3 separate regions of the Mus musculus genome follow, and all the other regions are linked to region 2. Evidence: chromatin contacts called from public Hi-C and promoter capture Hi-C data. All regions are on one chromosome and are shown on one strand. The core of a region is the stretch at or near the end of the contact, and the rest is flanking DNA. Distances in the headings are between cores, read along the strand shown.

What was found. Promoter capture Hi-C pulls out the DNA fragments that hold promoters and counts their contacts. Hi-C and Micro-C count contacts between places; a contact is called where the count stands out from the background.
Region 1: a contact with region 2 is called in a Hi-C map of B cells, with 7 read pairs. The contact joins the promoter of Catsperg1 here to the promoter of Rinl in region 2. A contact is called at or near these places in 3 of 39 promoter capture datasets (hippocampal neurons, liver and pre-B cells), 1 of 484 Hi-C or Micro-C datasets (B cells) and 1 of 9 other capture datasets (pancreatic islet).
Region 3: a promoter capture Hi-C map of liver shows a contact between it and region 2, with 2.5 times the contacts expected there. The contact joins the promoter of Ryr1 here to the promoter of Rinl in region 2. A contact is called at or near these places in 5 of 39 promoter capture datasets (cranial neural crest, hippocampal neurons, liver and 1 more).

What each region holds. Positions count from the first base shown.
Region 1 is chr7:29,209,048-29,212,264 of GRCm38.p6, forward strand. It overlaps Catsperg1 (cation channel sperm associated auxiliary subunit gamma 1), which reads right to left and starts at 1,878. Exons shown (of 28, transcript NM_001368407.1): 1 at 1,595-1,878; 2 at 1,433-1,486. The coding sequence starts at 1,867.
Region 2 is chr7:28,787,695-28,790,619 of GRCm38.p6, forward strand. It overlaps Rinl (Ras and Rab interactor-like), which reads left to right and starts at 1,275. Exons shown (of 12, transcript NM_177158.5): 1 at 1,275-1,311; 2 at 2,632-2,717; 3 at 2,897-2,925. The coding sequence starts at 2,665. Sirt2 (sirtuin 2) reads left to right here. Exons shown (of 16, transcript NM_022432.4): 15 at 68-134; 16 at 223-971. The coding sequence ends at 378.
Region 3 is chr7:29,123,572-29,126,437 of GRCm38.p6, forward strand. Ryr1 (ryanodine receptor 1, skeletal muscle) reads right to left here and starts at 1,580. Exons shown (of 106, transcript NM_009109.2): 1 at 1,394-1,580. The coding sequence starts at 1,444.

The sequences.
Region 1 (3,217 bases), core at 628-3,127, 420 kb after region 2:
ATCATTTTAAAAAATAATAAAATGAGCAAAGGAAGGCCAATCGAGATGGCACATTCCACCTTTGATCCTGGCAAAGGCAGGCAGATCTCTGTGAGTTCCAAGATAGCCAGGACTCTGTAGAAAGACCCTGTCCTAAAGAACCAACCAACCAACCAACCAAAATAGGCAAAGGAAGGTTGGCATGCTGGCTCATACCTATAATCCCAGTACTTGAGAGACAGGGGCACAAGAACTGTTCTGAGTTCAAGGCCAGCCCGGGTTAAGTAACACTATCCTATATCCTGAAAGGAAGAGGGTGGGGCCAGAGAGATGGCTGACTCAATGGTTAGAGTGTGTAACTGTTCTTCTAGATGACCAAAGCATGATTGCCAGCATCTATGTCAAGCCACAATAGCTTGTAACTCCAATCCCAGGAATTCATCACCCTCTTCCGACCTCCACAGGCAACTGCATGCACATGCATAGACCTATTAAAAATAAGATGAATGCTTTTTTTTTAAAAGAGAGAATAACTACTATTAGACACAGGGTTCTTTTTTTTTTTTTTTTTTTTTTTTGGTTTTTCCAGACAGGGTTTCTCTGTATAGCCCTGGCTGTCCTGGCACTCACTTTGTAGACCAGGCTGGCCTCGAACTCAGAAATCCGCCTGCCTCTGCCTCCCGAGTGCTGGGATTAAAGGCGTGCGCCACCACGCCCGGCCCAGACACAGGGTTCTTATTGGAGGATAATAGGAACGTTCCGGAGAAAGATAATGAGGTTAGTGTGATTGCTTAAGTGAGGTACTGTTTGAACACCCCAGGCTCCTATGTTTGAATGCTTGGTCCTTAGCTGTGGGTCTGACTGAATAGGATTACATATGGCCTTCATGGAGAAGATGTGTCACCAGGGGTGTTAGGCCTTGAGGTCTGCACCATTCCTAGTTCGCTTTCTCTGCCTCCTGCTTGTGGATGGAAGTACCTGCCATGGTGGTCCCACCGGGTTCCCTACTGTGCTGCTCATGGACTTTTGGTTTATAAGTTGCCTTGGTCACAGTTTTTCTGTCATGGAATGACAGAATGGAGCTGAAACGGTTGCCTGACTCTGTAGATACACTAAAATGTACTGATCTGTATACTTTAGAACGACACCTTTAGGGGCTGAGAACAGGGTGGTAGCAGGTAGCAGTGGTAGCATGTACAAAGCCTTGGATTCTGTCCCTAGGCCCCTAAACAAAATAAGAGCTACATCTCAATTTTAAAATGGGGCCCCGTGGGGGGGGGAGTGCTGTGCTCACTTTTTGTCCCTATTGTGTTCTTGTACCTAGTGGGAGACTGAATCTTTAATGCCTTCAGGGTTGGTGGAGACTACTATTAAACTGTATTGAAAAAACACTGCTGAAAATGGGAAACTGGAGACTTACAGAAATCAGCCTACTCATACTGTAAACTCTTACCTGTCCCGGACAGGAAAAGTTGATTTGCAAGTAGTAAGGAAAGCTCAAATAGTTCTGTAAAGAAAGGTGGAGGAAATACCTAGTCACTTGGTGTACTGACTCGAGATCTCTCTATTTACTGACCCCAAATCTCTTTGATACTCTTGATCTCACTTCCCTCACCTCTGACGGATCGATTGGCGAGTCTGTCAACTTTTGGAACACCTTGGCCACTGTATCGATGGGCTCATGATCTTGAAATCGATCCTTGGAGAGATGCAAGCCTACCTTCTCGAACTTGTTCAGGACAAGAAGCCAGGTGCAATGCTGTAAGGTATCTTCCGCCCACGACTTCAACGACAGCAATAGCACTAGCCGCAGTACCCAGAATGCCCAAAGGTTTGGTTTTCTCGGCCACACAGGGCTGACCGGGGACATGGCTGGCCGGGACACCATGTAGCTAGAACCTGGAGAACGTGGGGATTAACACCCACTTGCAAGTTGGCTAGCTGAGGCTGATCTCTAGGAAACCGCTCAGTTCCTGCCCCTTTTCCCACTCTTCTTCCTAGCTCCACCTTTGATCAGGCTTTGGGGCCCCTTACTCTCTGCCCGGGCCCTGCTCTTAGGCCTTGCCACGCCCTTACTCCCAGCTCCTCCCCTACTAATACTCCTCGCCCCGCCCCTGCTCCTACTCTCGGCCCCTCCCCTACTAATACTCCTCGCCCCGCCCCTGCTCCTACTCTCGGCCCCTCCCCTACTAACACTCCTTGCCCCGCCCCTGCTCTTTCTCCCGGCCCCTCCCCTACTAATACTCCTCGCCCCTCCCCTACTAATACTCCTCGCCCCTCCCCTACTAATACTCCTCGCCCCGCCCCTGCTCTTACTACTGTCCCTACCCCTGCGGCTCTTTTCACCCTGCTTCCTAGTTACTCTCTCTCTCTTTGCCCTGGCTTTGCTCTTTTCTGTTCCCGTTCTTGGAACTCCTAACCTACTCTTCGCCAAGTCCCTCTTTTTTTTTCTTGCCTTGCCAGAGCACTTCCTGTTTTCCTTACCACTGTGCCCCTCAGGGGACTTGGCTCCGCCCTCAAAAGGTTCCCCGCCCACACACTGCTCTTCGCCACGCCCCTTTCTTTTCGCTCCTGCCCTGCTCAGGAACCGGCTTAGAGTCTTCTTGTCCTTTCGTGAATCCTCGCCCACACCTCCGAACTCGCTAGGCTCTTTGCCTTGGCTCAAGGTCTGAGTCGTTCTGGAAATCAGATCCTGGCTCTGCTTTCTCTTCTGGCCACGCCCCTGGTCCTGGCTCCGGTCTGGAGTGTCGCGGTAGAGCGGATCTTCACTCTGCCTTCTCTCTTGGCCACGACCCTGGTCCTGGTTCAGGCTCCAAGTGTTGCAGTAGTTCAAATGCTCACTCTGTCTTCTCTCTTGGCCACGCCCCCGGTCCTGGTTCAGGCCCTGAGTGTTGCAGTAGTTCAAATCCTCACTCTGTCTCCTCTCTTGGCCACGCCCCTGGTCCTGGCTCAGACCCCGAGTGTCGCGGTGGTTCGGATCCTCGCTTCGTCTCCTCTCTTGACCACGCCCCTGGCCCTGACTCAGGTCCCGAGTGTTGCAGTAGTTCAAATCCTCGGTCTGTTTCTTCTCTTGGCCATGTCCCTGGTCCTGGTTCAGGCCCCACGTGTTGCAGTAGTTCGAATCCTTGCTCAGTCTCCTCTCTTGGCTACGCCCCTGGTCCTGATTCAGGCACCGAGTGTTGCAGTAGTTCAAATCCTCGCTCAGTCTCCTCTCTTGGCCACGCCCCTGGTACTGGTT
Region 2 (2,925 bases), core at 25-2,524:
AGGAGGGAGAGAAGACAGAAGGCCGGCTGGTCCTCAGCCTGTTCTCTTACTCCTGCTCACCCTGCAGGGACGTGGCCTGGCTGGGTGACTGTGATCAAGGCTGCCTGGCTCTCGCTGACCTCCTCGGATGGAAGGTGAGGAGCTGGGCCACCCCAGCCCACCCTGAGCCCAGGCCCATGGGGTTTACGGTAACCTGACTTGCGTCAACTTTGCCCCCTACAGAAGGAACTGGAAGACCTTGTCCGGAGGGAGCATGCCAACATAGATGCCCAGTCAGGGTCACAGGCCCCCAACCCCAGCACTACCATCTCCCCTGGAAAGTCCCCACCGCCTGCCAAGGAGGCGGCCAGGACCAAAGAGAAAGAGGAACAGCAGTAACAGTAACCATGACCTCCCGCAGGACAGCGGAGCCCGGCCAGCACTGGGCCCTCTTAACATGCAGCTTGTGTGAGCTCAAAGACCCTTCGTTCTTTAACCACGTTCTTGAAATCAGGGTCCCCAACTCAATCCCAGAAAAGCCTAATATACCTAGGGGCTGAGGCCTGTGCAGTCTGTAGCTGGGGCCTCTAACCACCATAGCCTCTAACCACCATAGCCTCTAACCACCATAGCCTCTAACCACCCAGGCAAGAAGCAGCCTTCCCTAACTTCTAATTATTCCCAGACAACAGGCTACCCCAAAACCCCTAACAGTGCCAGAATAAGGCATTTCTCTATTGTTTTCAGGGGGCCTATGGCTAAATCAAATTAACCTACCCCGCATAGGGGCTGGACTCTACAAATAGAACTTCACCCAAGGGGGTGGGGCCTTGTGGGATCTCTGAGCCTGAAGGCCTGCCAACTCTCTGCCTCCAACAAAGTGGGTACTAGGCTCCCTTTCCTGGGGACCCACTTGCCAGCTGTTGGTGGATGAGCAAGAGACCTTGCTTATTAGAAACAAATTAAAAAACAAAACAAAGCAACTAACCATGACTTGTGTGGCCTCTGCTTCTTTTAGTGGGTACTTAAGGCATCTGGGGAAGGGAGAAGGCTGGACCATAAAGACTCCAGACCATCTATGGCTCCAGGATCTTAGGAGTAATGGTGACTGGGACCAAGCTATGCCCCTGGAGAGGGTAGCCTGGTGACTTTTTACCCTGGCTCTCAGCCTGCCAGAGGCTCAGTCCTCCAAAGTGGATCCCCTAATACTGACCCCGGAAAGACAGAGGAAGGTGATTTCAGATGCCCCAGCCCCGCCTCTTCCCCTGCCTTCCTGGCTTCCTCTCTAGAGAGCACTTTCACTTCCTGCTGCTCTGGCTCCCCTCGGAACAGGTAGGGCCCCCAGGGACCAAACATCTGGTCCCATTTGCACCCACAGCTGCCTCCATCCAACCCTGCCCAGCCCTACCCATGTCCGGATCTCCTCCCAAGGGAGCACTGCCTCCCCCTCTTCACCCTTCTTCCCTGCCTGTCCCTGAGGTGTGCTCCCCACCCCAACACCTGAAGTTGCTAGTTGGCAGCTCAGTAATTTATGTAGCTGATAATTATCTGGCTTGCACACAATGCCCTAAGAGAAATGGAGCCTTCAGAATAGGGCTAGCTTGCTTATCAGACCTTTTCCTAGGCCAGCAGGTCACCTAAATGCTGGGCCAGGAATTCAGGCAGAAAGATGGGGGTGAGATGGTGGAGGATGGATAGATGATGGGAAACAGCTGGATGGTCTCTCCAGCCCCACATGCCTTACTCCTGAGACTGCTGCGGGGAATACCCGGAAGGGTTCACTTGGGGTTGGCAATCCCCTCTTAGTGAACACTTGGGGTGTAGTGTTCACCAAGATGAAGAGTAAGAACCTAGCCTCTGCTGAAATACACAGCAAGTATGAAACAAGCCTGGGCTATACAAGGTCCTGTCTCAAAAAAAGAAAGAAAAATGAATGTTTGACAAATAATGGAAGCTGGGCGGTGGTGGCGCATGCCTTTAATCCCAGCACTCGGAAGAAAGAAGCAGGCGGATCTCTGTAAGTTCCGGGACAGCCTAGTCTATATCAAGAGTTCCAGGACAGCCAGATCAACATAGTGAGACCCTGTCTCCAAAAAAGAAAACAAGTTTTTAAACAAATGTGGGGGAGGGTGTGTTAGGGCTCCTCTGAAATCTGGGAAGGGAAGAGATGGGTGTCATGTTGCATCTGGGTAGCAGACGGAGCGAGCCAAAAGCTTTTCCAGAACTTATCCCCTTCCACTCTCTTAATTCCTGTTGGAACTGTTCTCCCCCACCCCAAGATACATGGGCCTTCCTCCTGGGGTCCTCAGAGTGGTCTGTCCCTCAGCAATAAAGAATGGTACTGCTACCCCAGTGAGGCATGGTGCTGCAGCCTATTATCTCAACGCCTGAGAGCTTGAAGCAGGAGGATTGCCATGAGTCTGGGGCTAGTCTTGACTACAGAGCAATCCAAGCTAGTCTGAACTGTCTCGAAAGAACAGAACAAACAAAAAACAAAAAAAAAAAACGAAAAACAAAAAACCAGTCATAGCTGTGGGCCTCTGCAGTCCATTCAAGAGCTCAGGCAAGATCTCTGAGTCACATGTAATAGAATTAAACTATTAGCTCTCGCCCTAGCTGAGCAGCCTTGAGTCTTGTCTTCCTCCATGCCAGAGGCCAGAGCATGGCTCACTGGTGCCTGGCAGCATGAGGCTAGCCCAGCCGGACATGGTGTCTGCAGCCCCTACTGAAGTGGACAGGTGAGGCTATAGAGTTGGCTCTGGATCAAAATCCCCCTACCCAATTCCCTCTCCCCAGCTCCACCTTTGACCTTTTGTTCCTGGGCTATCCCTGACCCTTGGACCCATCCCCCATGCCCCCACCCCAGTAGCCAGCTTTCCACTATGACCCTTGACCTCCCGGCACCTGTACATCCCAGGCTGGTTTGGCCACTAGCGGATGGAGCAG
Region 3 (2,866 bases), core at 330-2,829, 340 kb after region 2:
CCCCCTGACACTGGCTACCCTAGCAAGCCTGGTCCAGATTTCCTCTTTTGAAAGCAAACCTTGGCCTCCCAGGGCACTCAGGGAGGCCACTTCCTGGCCTTGACCTTGGGCAAGTCTACCACATGGGGCTTGGTTTCCCTCAAATCTCCCTGGGAGATAAAGATAGGGCCCTACCTCAGAAGATAGGGCAATGAGAATATAATTAGACACCTCAGGAGGCTGAGGCCCTGGGCACGGGGCCTGGTGCAGTGACTGCTCAGCAGCTGGGAGCCACAGCCATTGGCTTACTAGGGCAATGGAAAGCCATGGTGTAGGCTAAGGGGCTGGGGCTGGGGAGAGGCCCTCCTCCAGTGGCTTCACAGTCCAGCTGTCCCCATCCTTCATTACCAGCCCCAGCTGTTTGTTCCTCCCTCCCAAGAAACCGGACCCAGCCTACCAGGGTCCTATTCTGGGTCAGGAATGCTGCGTCAGCATTTCTGTGTGGACCCAGGACCTCGGGGGTGGGGGGTTGGGGGGGAGAGAGTGCAGGGTCAGCAGACCTGGCCCCAACAGAGACCATCTCCCATATCCAACCCCCATCTCAGCCCATGGGAGGATATGGTGGGAAGGACTAAGAAAAAGGCAGCCCCTCCCCCTCTTGTCCCCTCCCTGTCCCCTACCCAGAGCCCAGAAAAGAGGGCTATTCTGGGAGAGACACCTGTTGTCCCAAGTCCCATCCCTGCCCCCAGCTGGAGATCTGAGATTCAGAGAGACAGGATCAGAGGGACAGCCACACGCAGAAGGCTGAAGCCAAGGGCCAAGAGACAGAGACTCAGACATAAGATATACCAAGGAGCTGAGAAAGACTTCATCACCCAGGTACCCTCAGAGGCCATTAGCTGACATAGTTAAATCCTCCTCGCCAAAACCGAGGGGAAAAGTACATTGAAGCTCCAAGAGACCCCCAAGGAGACGGCCAAAGACTAGGAGTTGAAAAGAAAGGTGTTGTCCAGCCCACCCCAGCCCCCTTCCCAAGAATTTAAATAGGTCAGAGCCTGGAGCAAGAAGGGAATGAGGGCTGGGGTGGCGGTGGAGGACAGCTAAATTAAGCCCAAGAATTAGAACCACCTTCCTCAAGTGCCTGCTTCCAGAACGGCAGGAGGCGGGGTGCTTCCTCAATGACCCCAAATCTCTTATGTCAGGAGAGGGCGTCTGAGGATCCCACCCTCTCCTGCCCACTCGGTCCTCCTAAATCCTGCTAATTCTCCGTGGTCGAAAAGGTGATGAGAAAAAACGGAAAGACAAAGTGACCTCGGATTTCAGAGACCACCAGCAAGCAGGGAAGAGACAGAGAGACTCTCAGAAAAGTAAGCAAGAAATCACCCAAGACCTCCGGACCCAGACAAAAACGTACCGTCCGCAAAAACTGGACCTCGTCCTCGCCTTCACCTCCTCCATCACCCATGATGGCAATCCCCGGGTGTCCCGGGCTAGGGTCTGAGGATGGCGAGAGGGGGCTGCAGGCTTGGCGGGGAACCTGAGGGCGGGCTGGGGTCGGAGACCTCTAGGGAAGCCAGAGGCACCCGCGAGGGAGATGGAACTGCAGGAAGCATGCCCTGTGCGGGACACAATGAGAGAAGGTCCCCGCCCCACCGCACACCCATTGGGCAAGCATGGGACAAGCTACGCCCCTGTTCAGAACCCCGCCCACAGCACAAACTCTTGGTGGAAGGTGTTCGTTCTCTCCAGTGAACTGGGTGTCTAGAAAGTAGCTGAGTGGCCATGGTCACAGTGAGATATCATGTATATATTTGTTTGGCTGGCTCTCCCTTTACCCCTTCCTCTCTCCCTCCCCTTCCCCTCCCCCTCCGAGTGTCATGTACTTCAGAATGGCCTTAAACTCCACATGTAGTCAAGAGTGATCTTGAACCTCTGGCCCCATCTGATTTATGTAATGCCGTGGTTCAAACCCTAGATCACTTGCATGCCAGGCAAGCATTCTACCATTGGGCTACACCCTCAGCCTAGTTCCATCCCTTTCTTAATGGCTAAACTGAGCTTCACCCTTGCTGCAGAATCACACAGTTGTAGCTTGGATGCACACCACATCCCCTAACATTAAAAAAAAAATCACTTAGTACCAGACAGAGTGGTATGGCTTATCATCCAAGCTCTGAAGAGATTGAGGCAAGAGGATTGTAAATCTGGAGTTGGGACCGCATAATAAGAGCCTATCTCAGTGTCAACCAGCCAGACCCCCTGGAACTCCGGGGGACTGGACCACCAACAAAAGAATACACATGGAGGGACCCATGGCTCCGGCCGCATATGTGGCAGAGGATGGCCTTGTTGCACATCAGTGGGAGGAGTGGCACTTGGGCCTAAGGGTGTTCAATGGATGCCCCAGTATAGGAGAATGCTATGGTGGGAAGACAGGAGTGGGAGGGTGGATGGGGGAGCACCCCCATAGAAGCAAGAGGAGGGGGGATGGGATAGAGGGTTTCCGAAGGGGAGATCTGGAACAGGGAAAATTTTTGAAATGTAAATAAAGAAAAGGAAGAAAAAAAAAAAAAAGACCCTGTATCAAAACAGAGACAAAAACAGGGCTGCAGGCATGCCCTAGTCGATATAATGTTTATCTAGCTGTCACAAAGCCCCGGGTTCCATCCATAAACTGGGAGTGGCCATGTGAGTCTGTAATTCCAGCAAGCAGAAAGGATCAGAAACTCAAAGTCAACCTCAGCTCCCTAGCTGGAGGCCAGCCTGTGCTACCTGATACCCTGTCTCAAAACTGGGGGGCAGGGGCATGGGTGTGGGAGGGGGGAGAGAAAACACCAGCCTGACCTTGAACTCGCAAACATCCCAGGCCTCTGCCTCCCAGCACTGA